2 separate regions of the Macaca mulatta genome follow, and region 1 is linked to region 2. A link is a contact called in public Hi-C data. All regions are on one chromosome and are shown on one strand. The core of a region is the stretch at or near the end of the contact, and the rest is flanking DNA. Distances in the headings are between cores, read along the strand shown.

The links. A called contact is a pair of places that touch in the nucleus more often than the background predicts.
Region 1: a Hi-C map of blood shows a contact between it and region 2, with 3 times the contacts expected there. The contact joins the promoter of TBC1D1 here to the promoter of PGM2 in region 2. A contact is called at or near these places in 2 of 14 Hi-C or Micro-C datasets (blood and cortical neurons).

What each region holds. Positions count from the first base shown.
Region 1 is chr5:37,114,183-37,118,249 of T2T-MMU8v2.0, reverse strand. It overlaps TBC1D1 (TBC1 domain family member 1), which reads right to left and starts at 2,316. Exons shown (of 20, transcript NM_001258065.1): 1 at 2,218-2,316.
Region 2 is chr5:37,049,869-37,053,400 of T2T-MMU8v2.0, reverse strand. PGM2 (phosphoglucomutase 2) reads right to left here and starts at 1,543. Exons shown (of 14, transcript XM_015138198.3): 1 at 1,448-1,543. The coding sequence starts at 1,528.

The DNA.
Region 1 (4,067 bases), core at 1,067-3,566, 64 kb before region 2:
AAACTATGCCTTACGGGACACCAGGTCAACACTGCATGACTGCCACCCAACCGGAAATGCTGTCATGGTGCAAAGGGGAAGCCCCAGCACTCTCAGTGGGGTAGATAACAATAGACTATGACAAGGAGACGCGTTTGCAACATTTTCCTTTGAAAACAGAATGTAATAATTTATAACTACACCAGTGATTTTTTGCCCCATTCTCCTGGTTTGCAAATGACTGGACAAATCCACATCAAAGAAATGATTTTAATTATCACCTGATGATTTTATTTCCTGCTTTGAACCACTTAGTCCCTTCCATGTCTCCTTGCACTCAATATTGTTAGAATACTCTACTTGTGTTCACTTCAGAAAATATCCCCTAAACTCTTCTTTTTTAAGAGATGGGATCTCACTTTGTCACCTAGGCTCCACTGAGGTGGCACAGTCATAGCTCACTACAGCCTCGAACTCCTGGGCTCAAGTGATCCTCCTGGCTCAGCCTCCCAAGTAGCTGGGACTACAGGTGGGTGCCACCACCCCTAGCTCATTTAAAAAATTTTTGTAGAGATGGGGTCTCAATATCTTTCTTGAACTCTTGGGCTCAAACGATCCTCCTGCCTCAGCCTCCCAAAGTGTGGGGATTACAAGTGTAAGACACTGCTCCTGGCCTAAACATTTTATATGATACCTTTTAACTCACAGCTGTGGCTACTATCCAGTAGCGACATGTTATGTCAATGGTTACTTATAGATAAATCTGGAGAGAAAGCACTTGTTGGGGTCTTATTTTTCTATAACATGCCAGAAAAAAATAACAGGAAACAGGCAGACTGTGAGACTATGACAGCATCCAATTTCAAATCGTTGTAAAACACCTGTTTACAAAAGCAGTTAAACCTTTACTATGTAAACTCTTTCATGCCATGTCCTTATTCCTTAAGACAGCTCCTAGGAAGTTGATGATGACGCACACTTCTTTCCCGACCAAGAGAAGCCATCTCAACTCTAGAAAAAGGTGCCGAACTCACCTGTTCAGGTATTCCTAACCCACGGGAGTGACAGAACACGAAGAGTCAGAAATGTAAAAAGTCGTTCTGCAAGGTGGATTCTCAGCCTCTGGGAGCAGCTCTCCTTTCATTCTTCCACCCCAATCCCTCCCACATACAGCTGACTTCCAAAACAACAAAAACCAGAGGTGGCCATTCTCCAACTCCTACCAATCCCAGTTCACATCTAGAGAAGAAATTTCTGCCCTCCTAACCAAGGGTTTTGGACCAGGGCCTCTGCATTCAGCTTAGGTCCAGTGCAAAAAGTTCAGAAGTTTGAACCTGTACAGAGAGCTGAGTTTCTTGGGTGTGACCTATTTAAACCAGGTCATTTTTAAATGCTCTTTCAAAGTCTGGTTTTATTAATAAATGAAATCATCCCATCATAAAGGAAACAATGAGAAATCTATGAAGTGAAAACATATCCATTAATAGGGGGCACCCTGAAAATTAAACTGTTTGGTGGAAGGAACAACCATCACTTTCAATTTGGTTTTAAAGTAACTTCCAGAGAATAAGCTATGTTAAGTAAAATCAAAACAGGAAAAGTCACATCTAGGTGGATTTCAAACAAAATGATACCTCTTTGAAAAAAAAACAAAAACAAAACCTAATGCCTGGTGAAGTTTGAGGGGGTCTCATAATCACAGAGCCGTCAGGAAGCGGCTAGAAACAATTCAGAAGGGTTTCAAAATGACTGGTACAGGATGTGCCCATAGAAAGAAATGTTGCGCGCACTGGTGGAGCTGCCAAAGTTACAACTGCAAAGTACCCTGAACTTTTAAAGGGTGGCTTGGGGTCACTCTGACCACACTCTTCCCAATGTGGTCGCCTTGCAAACACGCTAGCCCTTGAGATATTTGGCGGGAGGGGGGAGGGGAGAGATGCGTGGACCAATGAGCGGGTGGGGGTTGGGGGAGAAGCCGGCGGAGCTCTCGGGTCGCTAGCAACATCAAGGTTTCGCTTTCGCCCAAGGGCGGGGGGGAGTTTGGGGGACAACGAAATGGCAATGAACTTCCTCCCCCGAGAGACCCCGCTGGCGAGGCCAGCAGGAGCGTCCGTGGGCGGCCAGATGCCTTTCCCTCCGCGGCCAGGCGGGGCAGGGGCGTGCTGGGGGCGGGGGCGGCCGCGATGCCCCAAGAGAAGCCAGCGGGGTGGCCAGGTCGAAGCCCCGGAAGGCGCTTACCTGTGCCGCGGCGCGCTCAGAGCCCGGGGCCAGGCCGGGACGCGCAGGTGCTTGGGGGCATCCTGGGGACGGCCTGGGCGGGCGGGGCGTCCATCGTGCCGGGCTGGCTGCGCTCTTCCCGCCGCTGGGGGCCGGGGAGGGGGCTCCCCTCGGCTCTGCGCCCGTCTCTTCTCCACCCGGCTGAGGACACAGCGGGTCCCGCGGCGGCGGCAGCAACAGGCACCGGCGGACTGTGGCGGCACCAGGAGCAGCAGCCGAAGAGGAGGAGGAGGAGGAGGAAGAGGAGGAGAGGAGGAGGAGGTGTCTGCGCGCGGCTCTCGTTTCCTCCTCCCAGCCTGGGCGAGCGCGCGGGAGGCGAGGAGAGGACAGGAGCCGGGATCTCCCCACTCGGTCCCCGGGGAGCTGCGAGGGGGACTTGGTGTCCTCCTCCTCCCCACTGCGCCGTGCGACTGTGCCCGGGCACCACGGCCCGGACGGGCGAGTCACACGCGAGCAACAGCTGCTGCACTGCGGGTCCGCCGCGGCCTCCCTCCCCTCTTTGCCACCCCCCGCCCCCAAGCCCGCGGGCCATCCTCAGCCAGTGTCTGTAGGGGAAATGGGGGGAGGTACTCGGGCTGCCGCCCCATCCAGCCCCCTGCGCAGGATCTGGGCACAGCGTTTCCCTGGGGAGACGGGGGCGCGGGGCCCCACGCGTGATGCAGGCCCTCGTGGCGGGTTGTGCAGTCGCACACCCTGTCCTTGGCGGCCTATTTATAGCAGGTGGCACTGCCCGCCGCTCGCTCGGCCTGAGTGGCTCTCAGCAGGTGGCACTGCCTGCCCGCTCTCCGCGCTCCTGAAGGAGCCTCGCCTCATCTGCACCCTCCCCTTCTCCCTCCGAAACGGACGTGGTGGAAACTGCACACAACATGGGAGGCGGAGGCCAGGGGACGACCAACCCACCTCGTTCTCCCCCGCCTTACCCCTCACCCCTTCCTTGGATGATGGCAGGGGATGAATTGAGGCACGGATGCCCTATGGGGCGCAGGCATGCAAGGCAGGAAAATCAGGGACTCTGGGAAACAGCGAAGGCGAGGTGCCCTCCCGAGATTAAAACACCAGGAAACTCCATTTCTAACCAATTGCGGGAGTGACGCAGAGCCTGGATTAGGCGCTTTTTCCTGCCCCGCGCGCCCGGCACACGCGCAGGAACACACACACGCACACGCACACCGCGGTGTGCATGCCCCGATCAGGTTTGGGGACATTCCCAGGGGTGTTGTAGAGTGCAAGGAGGAGAGGAGAACGCGGAGGAGAAGTGAAAAGGGGTACAGAGCTCGCTCCCTAGGACTAGGGGATGGCAGTGTGCAAGAAACAGGCAAAGCTCCCAGATCCCTATCCCACCAGGCACATAGGCGCAACGTCACTCGCAGGGTGGGGAGAGGGATCTGAGAAAAGTAAGAAGCATCACATCCTCTCTAGAGAAGAGTCCGCAGGGAGGGGAGAGCCGGGTGCTCAGAGGAGGCAGTTCCAGACACCCAGGTGGCATCTTTCTGGATTTTTTTACTTAATGTAGCTGGAGGTGGACTTTAGGGAAGTGGCTGAGAGTTTGAGCTCTACGGTTGAACTTGAGTCTAAATCCCAGCAGGTGTGGTTTAGGCAAGGTGCTGGACCTCTGGTCTTCGTTCTCTTACCTGCTAAATGGGACCAATACACACCTTACAAGATTTTTGTGAGGACAAAGCAGGAAAGTGTAAGTAAAGTGGCCAGTGCAGTGACACAGACGTACATGGTCCTCAACTAAAGGCAGCAGCTATTATCAATATTACTATGGCCCAGGAGGCAAATAGAGGGCTAAGGTTCCTTCTCCTACC
Region 2 (3,532 bases), core at 294-2,793:
CTTAGGGAAAGTGCATTATGAACTCTGACTTCAAAACAATTCTGTACTCTACAAATTGCAAGTTATCAGAAATGGAAACATTTTTCTTCCCTTGAGAATCACAAGGTTATCTTCCGAGGAAAAGAAAAACGCCCCCAGGGAGTTGCCAAGAGTATCCTGGAAATGGGATTTGCTAACATTTTATTTGTAGGGGCCGGAGAATGGTAAATAAAGACAAAGACCTGACCCCTACTGACCTTGTAATCTGCTTTGTTCATTCAAGTATTTCAGTGACCTACTAGGCGTCATGCACTATGCCTATGCCAGGCACTACAAACCAAGGTAGTGAGAACAGAGAGGCCTGGCCACATAATCTATGGAGGTCCAGTGCACAATGAAAATGGGTGACCTCTTTTTTTACCATTAAGATTTTCAAGACAGGACAGCAGGACATTAAAACAACAGTGGGCCCTTCCAGGAGCGGGAGTCCTGTGAGACTGCAGGGGTCTCTCGCCCCTGAAGTCGGCCCTGGAGACAGACATTAAACAAACCCACAAACAAGTGTTTTTGGAGTTTTTTGTTTTTACCATTTGTAGTAAGAGCTAGAAAGGAAAATGACAGGCCGTTTAGAATGAATATTAGGGAGAAATAATTTACACTTCGGAGCCAAGGAAGGACTCTCTACGTAAGCCACATTTAAGTTCAGGCACAAAATGAGTCACAACGGGAGAAACAAGTTCGGCAGAGGAGAGCAGCGAGGGACATTCCGAGAAAACCGAACAGCAAGCAGGAGAACAGGTAGAAAGGGCGAGACGCAAGTTAGAGAGGAGAGAGGGAGTGATGTCCAGAGCTGGGTTCCTGATTCTCTCTAAGAAAAGGAATGAAGAGACAGAAAACCGTGCTGTGTCCAAAGGGTTCCTCCTCTGCAGTCAAAGTTCTAAGGGGTACTCCTGAAGCCAGGCGGGCCCACCCAGGAGGATCCTTGGTTTGTAACCAAGCCCTCGGGATGGGAGGACCGGACCACAACGCTGCTCAGCAAAGGTCTCAGCGGCCAAAGGAATAGGCGGGACGGAGCGATTATGGGTCCATGGGGATGCACAGCAGACCACGGACCACGAGCCAGCTGTCTGAGTGACAGGCGTGCGTCCCTCAGCTAGACAGCGTCCAGGGTCTGGCCGCGCTTAGACCACCCTGGCTCTCTCCTCTACTCCAAACTTGCAGTCCGGCCGGCCGGATGGCTGGTTTCGTCCGGGAATAAGCTTTCCCGGCCTAACTCCGAACGTGCCACATGCCTGCCAGGCCGAAGGAGGCCTAGCAGCGGCCGCACCCTCCTCCTGGGTCTTCCCGGGAGATAAGCGGGGTGCACGGGGCGGGAAGGCAGCTCAGGCGGGGTACGCAGCGCCGCGCCTGGGGAGGGCGGAGCACCCGGCCCCGCTCCGGGCGCTCCCCGCCTGCTGACGCCCCTCACCTTGTCCCAGCGCAGCCACTGGGCCGTCTCCCGGTCCAGCCGGGCGTCCTCGCCTAGACCGCCGCCTTCTGAGGCCGCCATCGCTGAGCTTGCGCTGCCGCGGCGGAGGGAAGTAGGCGGCAAGGTCACTCTTCCGGCCCGGCCCCAAGAGGTGGAGGCGGAGGCAGGGGCGGGGAGAGCCGCGGCGGAGCCAGCCGGTCCTTGGGAAAGTGACGCGCGCCGCGACAGGCACGCCTCCTTGCCTTTTGTGGGTGTGCCACGGGGGGTGGGAGTGAGCGCGGAGGAATTGCGCGGCTGGGGTGAGTTGCTGGAACCTGGCACGAATGAAAGGCTTTGCCTTGGTCTCTGATGCAGCCAGGTTACAGCCAGCCGTGAGTTCCTGCTGCGCGCCAGGCACATGTCAGATGCTGGGATACCAGGAAGTGCACCCAGATAGGGGCCTGAAGATTATGTAGAAATTCAGAAGGTCAAGAACAGCCAGAAAAAAATATTGAAAAAGAAAAACAAAGTGGGAAGACCAGTGGAATATACGATAGAGACCAGAAACAAAAATACACGTGTATGGACAATTTATTTCAGAGGCGGGGCTGCAGAGCACAGGAGGAAACTATTTTTAGGTAATGGTGCTGGGTCAACGGGATATCTACGTAGGGAAAAGAAAAAGAGAAATTGGCCCCCTACCTCTCATCACACACAGCTCTGAATTCCAGATCAATTGTAGCTCTAAGTGTGAAAGGTAGCGTGAAACTTATGGAAACTAACATAGGAGCACATCTTCCTGACGCTGGTATCACCAAGCCATAAAGAAGATGCATACCCATAAGCATAAAAAGGCACGTGCAGGAATATTTCTAGCAGCATTATTTGTAAAAGCCTCAAACTGGAAACAACCCAGATGACCATCGACAATACAATGGATAAATACTTGGTAGTATATCCATACCAACTCATATAAATAAATCATGGCACATTGATACAGCAGTGCAAGTGAACTACTGTTATACACAACATCATGAATGAATCTCACAAACACTGAGTGACGGAGTTCAAAAACCCGCCTCCCCACCCCCAAATACTGGATCATTCATCTGTAGTCCCAGCTACTTGGTGATGGGGGAGCTGGAGGGAGTCCTGAGGAGGGAGGATCGCTTGAGCCTGGGAGGTCGAGGCTGCAGTAAGCTCTGATTATGCCGCTGTTCTCCAGCCTGGGAGACAGAGGGAGACCCTGAAAAAAAAAAAAAAACCAACCGAAATATATAAAATTATAGGGAGAGGGAACAAATCAGTGATTTTCAAGAGCTGGGGGTGGGGGGAGGGGTTGGCTACCAAGGGCACAACGGAATTTGAGGGAGTTGTGGAACTGTCCCGTATCTTGATTGAGTTCGGGGTTTACGTTTATCAAAACTCATAGAACTAGGATATAAAGGGTAAAGTTCACTGTATGTAAGTTATATCTTTTTTTCTTAAGTTTTAAGATTAAAAACTAAAAAGGAGGCAAAACTAATCTATGGATGTCAGGGGAGTAGTAGCTTTGCGAAGGAGGGAAAGTGCCTTCTGGGGTTCTGGGACTGTTCTGTTTCTTGACCTGGACGATGGTCAACAGGTGTGTTCACTTTGTAATATTCACTAAGCTGCAATCTTATGAGTTGTGCATTTTCTGTATGTTCTTCAATTTTTATTATTATTATTATTTTTTGAGACACAGTGTCGCTCTGTCACCCAGGCTGGAGTGCAGTGGTACGATCTCAGCTCACTGTAAGCTCTGCCTCCTGGGTTCAAGAGATTCTCATGCCTCAGCCTCCTGAGCAGCTGGGATTACAGGGGCATGCCACCATGCCCAGCTTATTTATTTATTTATTTATTTATTTATTTATTTATTTGAGACAGAGTCTTGCTCTGTCACCCAGGCTGGAGTGCAATGGTGGGATCTCAGCTCACTGCAACCTCCATCTCCTGGGTCCAAGTGATTCTCCTGCCTCGGCCTCCTGAGTAGCTGGGATTATATGTGTGAGCCACCGTGCCCAGCCTTTTTTTTTTTTTTTTCTGTATTTTTAGTAGAGAACGGATTTCGCCATGTTGGTCAGG